2 separate regions of the Sus scrofa genome follow, and region 2 is linked to region 1. Evidence: chromatin contacts called from public Hi-C data. All regions are on one chromosome and are shown on one strand. The core of a region is the stretch at or near the end of the contact, and the rest is flanking DNA. Distances in the headings are between cores, read along the strand shown.

The links. A called contact is a pair of places that touch in the nucleus more often than the background predicts.
Region 2: a Hi-C map of liver shows a contact between it and region 1, with 10 times the contacts expected there. The contact joins two enhancer-like sites. A contact is called at or near these places in 1 of 5 promoter capture datasets (liver) and 2 of 47 Hi-C or Micro-C datasets (both in liver).

The regions. Positions count from the first base shown.
Region 1 is chr2:129,519,100-129,524,016 of Sscrofa11.1, forward strand. It overlaps a transcript of GRAMD2B not described here. Among named protein-coding and RNA genes, the nearest start is that of GRAMD2B, 28 kb to the right of the region's middle. Within about 2 kb of position 2,407, at least 16 of the 83 cell types and tissues checked have an H3K27ac peak or open chromatin away from gene starts, as enhancers often do. A contact at or near this core is called in liver, where this site is marked.
Region 2 is chr2:129,700,909-129,705,825 of Sscrofa11.1, forward strand. The region is part of intron 3 of ALDH7A1 (alpha-aminoadipic semialdehyde dehydrogenase); the gene reads right to left. Among named protein-coding and RNA genes, the nearest start is that of ALDH7A1, 6.4 kb to the right of the region's middle. Within about 2 kb of position 2,718, at least 2 of the 83 cell types and tissues checked have an H3K27ac peak or open chromatin away from gene starts, as enhancers often do. A contact at or near this core is called in liver, where this site is marked.

The DNA of each region.
Region 1 (4,917 bases), core at 1,157-3,656:
AACCACTGTCCCTGTGTAGGTGACATAGTACCTCACACCTTAGCATGACATCATCAAGAATCATTTTGAATCTGAAAGAAAATGCCTGACCTATCAATAAGAATTAAGCTTTCTCTAGAGAAGAGACTAAATTATCTCTTCATTGGAAGTATTACAGAACTCTCGCCATATGAAGAGATCAACAACTATCAGTTAAAAGTAAGAAAATAAAAATAAGAAAATAGCAGCATTCCCTTCATGGCTAAGGGAAAATGAATTTGACTAGTATCCATGAGGATGCAGGTTTGAGTCCCGGCCTCCCTCAGTGGGTTAAGGATCCAGGGTTGCCATGAGCTGTGGTGTAGGATGCAGATAGGGATCTGGCATTGCTGTGGCTGTGGTGTAGGCTGGTGGCTTCAGATCCTATTGGACCCCTAGCCTGGGAACCTCTATATTCTATGGGTAGGGGCCCAAAAAGACCAAAAGAGAAAAAAAAAGAAAATAGCATATAGTATGTCAGTCAATTTATGAGTGTTTCATTCATTTTCTGAATTTGAAAATATTTATAGAATTGGTCAGCTAGCTCATGGATACTAGTTAGGTTTATTTCAACTGAACCACAACAGGAACTCACATATGCTACCTTTGACTTACTTTTTAAGTGAGATTTTTTTTTTCTTTTTTCTTTTTGTCTTTTTAGGGCCGAGAGTTAGAGCTATGAAGGCACACAAATGAACCTGAGTTTTAAATTTTATGGCCGCACCCATGGTGTGTGGAAGTTCCTGGGCCAGGGATTGAATTTGTGCAGCTTCGGTGGCAACACCGGATCCTTTAACCCACTGTGCCAGGCCAGGGATTGAACCTGCATCCTATCATTTCAGAGATGCAGCTGATCCTGTTGCACCCTGGTGGGAACTCCAATGAATCTGATTTTTGAAAAAGCATTTAATCAAAGTGGGTCTTTGAGCTTTTAATGGAAGTGGGACTTTGAGTTGAGCTCATCTGTAATAGATTTCAATGAAGTTTTAAAATCTCACTTAAGGAGTTCCCTCCCCCCGCAACCCCTACCTTCGTGTTTAGCAAACAAAACCAGCCAAGGGTTATTGACGTGGACGTTCTAGGAGTTGCTTCCGTGTGTGACTGCGTGGGGCCACATGAGGGCAAGTGGAAACCCCTGCCAAGAAGCACATAAGTGATGAATGAGGGTTTCTATACAACCGAATAGTAATAATAATAATAGTCTCCTCTATTTGCACAGCGGCTTACTCATAGGAACTTTTTACAGACGTGACCTTATATGCCTTGGTGGCTTTTTACTGTGGTAGATGGATTATAGTCATTCTCTAAGTTGCCTGGGTGAGGAAAACAAGGAACAGAAGAGGAAAAGGAATTTTTGGATATCTCCGTACGGCACAACTGAGCCAAAGAAATAACTTCAGGTCATGATTGTGCAGTCAGTTGCATGACCCAAGCAGCATTATCCAGCCTCACTGGCCCATTTCTTCACCTGGCTTGGCTCAATTGATTTGAGCTATTTCCCCAAATCAAATCCATCTTCAAGGGTCATTTCATTTAGTTTCTTCATCTCACCCGGGGTGACTTTTAATGCCCCAGAGGGGACACTAGTTTCAGAAGCAGGCAGGATTCCCTGTTTGAAAGATTAAAGAAGACCTATCTGGGATTCTGATTTCTACATTGAGTCATTCTGTGATGCCGTGGGTTTCAGTTCAATGTATCCATAAAAAGACAGTGGCGTTTGCTCTGGGCACTTGCATGCGGTTAGAAAAAGTATGGTGGATAATTTCATTGAACAAAAAACCTGGGAGCCCTTTCTACCATCTCTGTGGGGGGAGGCTCCGTCTGGGGAGGACTGCCTGGCAACCATCTGGTCTCATCACTTTCTCGGCTGGCAATCCCTCTGTGCCTCAGTTTCCTTAACTGTAAGATCGAGTAATCGTGGGGGTGTGGAGAGGGTTCGGTGAGATAATACACAAAGTGCTTGGCACACAGCACGTGTTTAAGGGTTGCTACGGTTCTTGCAGGGCAGTGGGGGAGATCCACAGAGAAGTCATGCCAATATTCACTTATCACCTAGAGCTCTTAGAGGCTAGGAATACGTCCTTTCCTCTGTATCCCCAGCAACTAGCACAAAGAAGAAACTATCGAAAGAGAATGGATGTGTGTACTTATGTAACTGAATCACTTTGTTATATAACAGAAATTATGCCAACATTGTACGTCAATTATGCTCCAATAAAACTTTAACAAATGGGAAAAAAAAAAGAAAAAGAAACTACGATGAGGAGAGACTCTTGCAGAGTAAAGAAATGGCTGAAGACCCAGATCCTGCTTCCAGGGGCTCCAGTCTCTGTTGGCGACAGATACACACTCTGGCAACCCTAGAGGGTAGGCAATGCGCATGCACCTTGAAAATTAAATTATTAGCCTAACTCTCCAAACTATAATTTCCCACATGTTTCCTGTTAATCCCCATGTTGCAATACTTAGATCTAGAGATAAATTGCGTATTTCAAACACTCAGTGGAACAAAATAAACTTTGCTTATGTGAAAGACTCACAGCAGCCAGATGATCCTGGAGAAAAATAAACTTCTGTTTTATTCCTTCCAGTAAACCCAGGGGCAGAACGTTCTCCTGCAAAAGGGGAAAGAACCCTGGAGGCAGGAACGATCGGGTCATACAAGTGCGTTCATTTATCTCCGAGCTTTGTCCTTTGGACTGTGAGGAGGACATTCAGTGACCTGGTTGGCTTTCCCGTCACATCTCTTGCCCTCTCCATGCCCGGAGAAGATCACAGTCCAGCCATGTGTGCTAGTCTGGGCCTTTGAACCTTCTCTGCCTAGGACACTTGGGCAGAGTGAATTCTGAGCTATCCTTCAAAGCCCGAGCAGGTATCCCTGCCTTGGGACAGTCTGGCCCCACCCTGTCTCCCTTTCTCTGTGCCGACACTGTACCTCTTGGATTTCCATTGCAGCCTCCATCACACACTCAGTGTCGCTTATTGTTGTGTTTGTCTTTCTCCCTCACTCTGCTGCCTTTTATTCCAACCAATCACTCAGCACAAAGTAGACAACGATAAGTGTACAACGATGTGTTGGGCAGATGAATAAATGATGGCGGGTGATGGATAAATAAAGAGCTCCCCTAAGTTGACAAGTGAGGCTGACCCTTGCTGAGGTGCTGCTGCCCTCATCCCAGGAAGGCTGAGGGTCAGCAGCACCCCCTGGGCTTGCAAATCAGTAACAACGAGCTTGATGCACGGAGGACAGCTAACAGCAAAGCCACACGAGCTCTCAGACCCTCTCAGGTCCGAGTCCAGGAGCTTTTCACCCTTCCACGATGATTCATTCTTAGATCTCAACTGGTATTTGCCTCACTGGGGTCCCAAGTGTCATACCCTTGCCAACTGGGAAAAGAGAGGGAGAAATTAGGCTGCAAGGAACAATAGAAGCTGAAATTCCTTTTTCCGTAAATGTAAATACAAGCTTACTTTTAACTTAATACTACCCTGAATTAATTTAAGTTGAAAAATACACCTAATTGCTATAAAATTGAGTTAAATTAGACATAAAAGAAATGATGTAATAAAATATTGGGTTTTAGTTTAGTAAATAATCCCTCACACATGCCACACGTTTTCCTATCTTCGTGCCTTTGTGCCTGTTTTCTCTCTGCCTGGAATAGCATTTCCCTCAAGCAATACTTAACAAATGTTTCGCATTTTTGCAATATCCTGTTGGTTACCCAAGTCAGTCCTGGGTGTTCCGTGTGGACGGGGACCGTCCAAGGAGGAGAAAACCAAGGGGGGAGTCACATGGGGCCATGTTGGAGGCTGGCCAGCATGGTAGTCATGACAGCAGCAACACTAGCACTTATTTCTACTCTGAAAGGTGATATCCGATGAAAGGGCTGTAGTCTTGGAGTTACTCAGACTTGCATTTGTGGTTTTTTAAAAAAATTCTTATTCATTGAAGTGTAGTTGATTTACAATGTTGTGTTAATTTCTGCTGTACAGCAAAGTGACCCAGTTATACACCTATACACATTCTTTTTCTTGTATTATCTTCCATCATGTTCCATCAAAAGTGATTAGATCGAGTTCCCTGTGCTATACCACAGGACCTCATTGCTTATCCACTCCAAATGCAATAGTCTACATCTACTAACCCCAAACTCCCAGGCCATCTCACTCCCTTCCCTTCCCCTTCCCCCTTGGCATCCACAAGTCTGTTCTCTAAGTCCATGAGTTTGTGTCTGTTCTGAAGATAGGTTCATTTGTGCCATATTTTAGATTCCCTGTATAAGTGATATCATATGGTATTTGTCTTTCTCTTTCTGGTTTACTTCACTTAGTATGAGACTCTCTAGATCTACCCATGTCGCTGCAAATGGCATTATTTTGTTCTTTTTTATGACTGAGTAGTATTTCATTGTGTGTATATATATGTACCACGTCTTCTTAATCCATTCAACTGTTAATGGACATTTAGATTGTTTCCATGTCTTGGCTATTGTAAATAGTGCTTCAGTGAACATAGGAATGCACGTGTCTTTCTGAATGAAAGTTTTGTCCATGTGTATGCCCAGGAGTGAGACTGGATCACATGGTAGTTCTATATTTATTTCTCTGAGGTCCCTCCATACTGTTTGCCATAGTGGTTGAACCAACTTACATTCCTACCAACAGTGTGGGAGGGTTCCCTTTTCTCCATGCCCTCTCCGGCATTTGTTATTTGTAGACTTATTAAAGACAGCCATTCTTACTGGTGTGAGATGGTACCTCATTGCAGTTTTGATTTGAATTCCCCTAATAATTAATGATGTTGAGCATTTTTTTTATGTGCCTGTTGGCCATCCGTATGTCTTCATTCTTTTTGTATACGTTCTTTTCCGTTATGGTTTATCTCAGGATATTAAA
Region 2 (4,917 bases), core at 1,468-3,967, 180 kb after region 1:
GGTTAATGAATCCGACTAGGAACCACGAGGTTGCGGGTTTGATCCCTGGCCTTGCTCAGTGGGTTAAGGATCCGGCGTTGCCATGAGCTGTGGTGTAAGTCGCAGACCTGGCTCAGATCCTGAGCTTCTATGGCTCTGGTGCTAGGCTGGCGGCTACAGCTCCAGCCTGGGAACCTCCATATGCCGCAGGAGCAGCCACAGAAAAGGCAAAACAACAACAACAAGAAAACATATTCTAGTCTCCAAGGCAAAAAAAAAAAAAAAAAAAGCAACTTAGCCTTAAGACTGAAGCAAGGGAGACAAAAAAGTATATTCAGGTTCTATTTTGGAAGTAGAATGAACAGAACACACTGATGGAACAGGTGGGAAATCAGGGAATGAAAGAACTAAGATGACTCCAGGTCTCTGGCTTGACTAGCTAGGTAGAGGTAAGTAGAATTACTGAGACGAAGACAACTTGGAAGAACTGTCAGGATGTTTGTCTGTTGGGCCATAACAAGTTTGAGATGCATGAATGGAGGAGACATACTCTCTCCAGCTATGACTTCACCCCTTCTCACCCTTCCAGCTCTTCCTGATTCATTCCACCAACTGGACCATCTATAAGCATTAATCTAGAGTTACGTGGGGGCAAGGAGGAGGGGAGGGAGGCGGCTTTTTAAAGTTTAGGGTTAAGATCTAAGACCCAAAGCCTGACTGGTGTTTGCCAACTGACAAGGAGAGAAAGGAGGACAGTGAGCACAGCAAATGCGAAGGCTACAAGGTGAGTATGGTGGTTTCGGAAAGCCACAAGGACTTCAAAGAGGCAGGCGAGGAAAGGAGGGGCTAAACTGCAAAGGACCAGGGAAAGGATCCAAAGAATAGGGGGGAAATTACTAGAGGGTTTCACAGGGTGGGCAAGAAATCACAGAGCATTTTAAAATACACTGTAGATGGAGTGGAGAAAAATGGGTCAGAGGGAGATAAGACTCAGGCAGGAAAATGATTAGGCCGGAGAAGAGATGGTGGCTGTCTGGCCCACAAAAATAGCAATAGAGATAAATATAATTCAAACTGTTTAGGACGTGGTATCTGACTGACTCTCAACCCTGGCTGTGTATTCATTAGAATCACCACCCAAAGTTTAAACTACGTTCCAAGCCAGACCACAGAAACCTGGTTTTTTTCTTTTTCTTTTTCCCTCCAGCTTCCAGGATGATTAATAGGAACAGCAAGAGAAGAGAAGAAAGCCAGGATTAGGAATGAGGTGAGGGCTACTACGAGGGGAGAACAGGAAAGCAGGAAGACAGCCACATTCCTGTGTGTGCTTGAACAGTCCCAGCCTGACAGGGCATCAGTAACCTCAGGCCCCCCTGAGATGGGCTTGCCCTCATCCCTGCACGATTCACTCTGAAGGGAGGTTTAGAACAAGCAACAAACACAGCCATGAGGTGGGAACGATCAGCCGAGACCTTGGGGACATACTACTAAGAGAGCCATGGCAAAGCACTACCAAGTGTCTGTGGTCCCTATATTCAGCTACAGAAGCCCCATTAACAGTCCCCTGTCATCAAGAGAGAACAGAGTCTGGCTCTTCCTCACCAGGAATAGAAAGGAAAATGACACAAACGGGATAAAGAGAGACAGGAACACGTGGCATCTGGATTGAAACAAGTTCACAAAAGAAAGCAGCAGAACCAGTATTCCCAACTAGGTTCTCTGTAGTTAGTTTTATTTAACGGGACAAAATCAGTCTTTAAAAACTATCTTTTGGAGTTCCCGTTGTGGCTCAGCCAAGGTGAATCTGACTAGCATGAGGACTCAGGTTCGATTCCTAGCCTTGATCAGTGGGTTAAGGACCTGGCATTGCTGTGGCTGTGGTGTAGGCCAACAGCTACAGCTCTGATTTGACCCCTAGACTGGGAACCTCCATATGCACGGGTGCAGCCTTAAAAAGAAAAAAAATAAAATAAAAATAAAAACTATCTTTTCACGGAGTTCCCATTATGGCTCAGCAGGCTGAACCTGACTAGCATCCGTGAGGATGCAGGTTCTATCTCTGGCTCTGCTCAGTGGGTTAAGGATCCAGCAATGACATAAGCTGTAGTGTAGGTCACAGACATGGCTCAGATCCCAAGTTGCTCTGACTGTGGCATAAGCTGGCGGCTGCAGCTCCCATTCAGCCCCTAGCCTGGAAACTTCCATATGCTGCAGGTGCGGCCCTAAAAAGTAAATAAATAAAAATTACATTTTCATACTTTTTTCCTTAAAAAAAAAAAAGAAAGAAAAAAGTTCCCTTTCAAAAACTCCAGGCTTGGAGTTCCAGTCGTGGCACAGTGATTAACGAATCCAACTAAGAACCATGAGGTTGCGGGTTTGATCCCTGGCCTTGCTCAGTGGGTTAAGGATCCCGAGTTGTTGTGGCTCTGACGTAGGCCAGTGGCTACAGCTCTGATTGGACCCCTAGCCTGGGAACCTCCATATGCCGTGGGAGCGGCCCTGGAAAAGGCAAAAAAGACACACACACACACACACAAAAAAAAGAGAGAAAAGAAAAAGAGAAAAAAAAAGAGAGAAAAAAAGAGAGAAAAGGCTTAATGCAAATGAACTAAACAAAACAATAGTTTGTCCTCACTCAACAGGCAAGGCCAGCCAGAAGGATCAGGGCCAAGCAGAAGCAGCCCCACAGGAGTGAGACTCCAAGAGGAAAAGTGTGTACAAGGGATCAAGCCTTGGTCTGTTTTTGTTTGAGGACCAGCAGCCCCATTGGCAGAGACCCCGGGGGCACGGTTAGGAAAGGCTCTGCTTCTTCCCAAACTTTGGACTCAATTGCTTAACTCCAGTTCTAACAAGTGGGATGGCCAACTGACTCCACCATTGCCCAGGAGAGCTACCTGCTCCCACTTGGCACCCCCACTCTACTCGGAGGACTAAAAAGTAAGAGGAGAAGGAGGAAAGAATGTTAGGTGCAGAGGCTGGCATCGATAAGTAAAAGCAGATGTCAAGTAACTTGAATTTGAAAATAGCAACAACAACAAAGTACAGCAGAATACTAAAGAAAGACGTGACAGGAGTTCCCAAGTGGTTCAGTGGGTTAAGGACCTCCACTGTCACTGCAATAGCTCGGTTCACTGCTGTAGCATGGGTTCAGTCCCTGGGAACTTCCACATGCCTCAAGCAAGGTCAAAAAATAAATAAATTTAAGCAACTGAAAGATAATTTTTCTATTAATTGGTTGTATGTCAATTTAATGACAAGACAAGCCATAAAACCCCTAAGAATAAAAAAATTTTCCTCCCAGAGATCCCATTATGGCTTTGCAGTAATGAAGTCAACCAGTATCAATAAGGATGAGAGCTCAATCCCTAGCCTCATTCAATGGGTTAAGAATCCTGCGTTGCTGTGAGCTGCGGTATAAGTTGCAGGTGTAGCTCGGTTCTGGCGTTGCTGTCGCTACGAATCCAATTTAACCCCTAGCCTGGGAACTTCCATATGCTGCAGGTGCAGCCCTAAAAAGCAAAAAAAAAAAAAAAAATTCCTTCCCTACAGTTTAACCCTAAAACTGCTCTAAAATATAAACTCAATTCATTTAAAAAAAAAAAAAAAAAAAGCACTCAGTTGTCCCTCAGTATCCAAGGGGGACTGGTTCCAAGACACCCACAGATTCCAAAGTCTGTGGAAGCTCAAGTCCTTTATAAGAATGGCTTAGTAGGATAGTCCGCACTCCTTATCTGCACATGTGGAACTGGCCAATATAAAATAAAATGACACTGCTTTGGCCACTATTCTCTATTTTACCAAGGTGAACTTGACTTAGCATACCATTTACCTCTGAAGTGGTATTTCCTTTGTTCAAGGATATTTTTGATTGTGTATGCTGGAGCCCTGAGCCTAACTTAGAGCCAGAATTAAAGAAAAAAAGGTTCTTTCTGCTTTGCAGAGGCAGTCTCTTGGCTGAAAACAACCTTGCAACCCAGCCCTGGGCACTCCTGGAGAGTCTGCCCCTCCACACACCCCCATCGCAATCATTGATGGGGGGGGCAACCACTGGCTCCGCACTCCCTAAACCCAGCAGCACTTGGTTTTATAAATCAAACTCACAGGCACTCAGGTTTGCCCGGCCTGTAAGCACTTTAAATGATTAACTCCTTTAACCCTCACAATAACCCTAGAGTTATCACACCTGATCGCCCCCTTTTGCAAGACAAAGCACAGGAAGGGGAAGTAATTTACCCAGGGGTAGAGCTGGGGTAACCACATGAGATATTCCTACAGCTTGAGGACCTCACAGACCAAAAGGGATATTCAGGGGATGGGGGAAGTGGGTGGGTGGGGGGTGCTGGGACACCCAGACTAAGCCAGTTTTTTACTCTGCCCTCCGCCAGAGCCTGGCCCTTATGTAGTGACAGCTCGGTGTGGTCCAGCCAGGCTCAATCCACAATTCCTCCACTTGCTCAGAGAACTACCTGTTTCAAAGCTTCATCAGACTATTGAGGAGCTGGAGCCTTGCCCTGTGGGACCTGCTGCAGCCAGGCCACTGCTGCCCTTTGAGCCAGGAATGTCAAGATACCTGCTAAGATACCACTGAAATGGAGTTTTAACTAAAGAACAACCCCCCTTGGCTAAGTAGGCAACTGCTAGCCTTTCCAGCTGTGCTTATCACTATGCCACCCTTCTTGTAATAATGTAACAACTGTGTGCTCTCTGTCCAAGCCAGCAGCCCTGCTAATCAGGTACCCAGCATTGCTTATCAGTTCTGCTTCTGTAACCTTGCTTGCTCAGTTTCTTAGGGAGGAACACTGTCTGCTTGGAGATGGGGGAGGTCCGGGATGCTTACATGGGAAAATCAAGACCTTGTAGTGTATAAAAGTTACTGAGAACAAAGACCTGGTGCTCAGACTCTGGAGGTGACTCCTCTGAGCCCGCACCAGTGCTGAA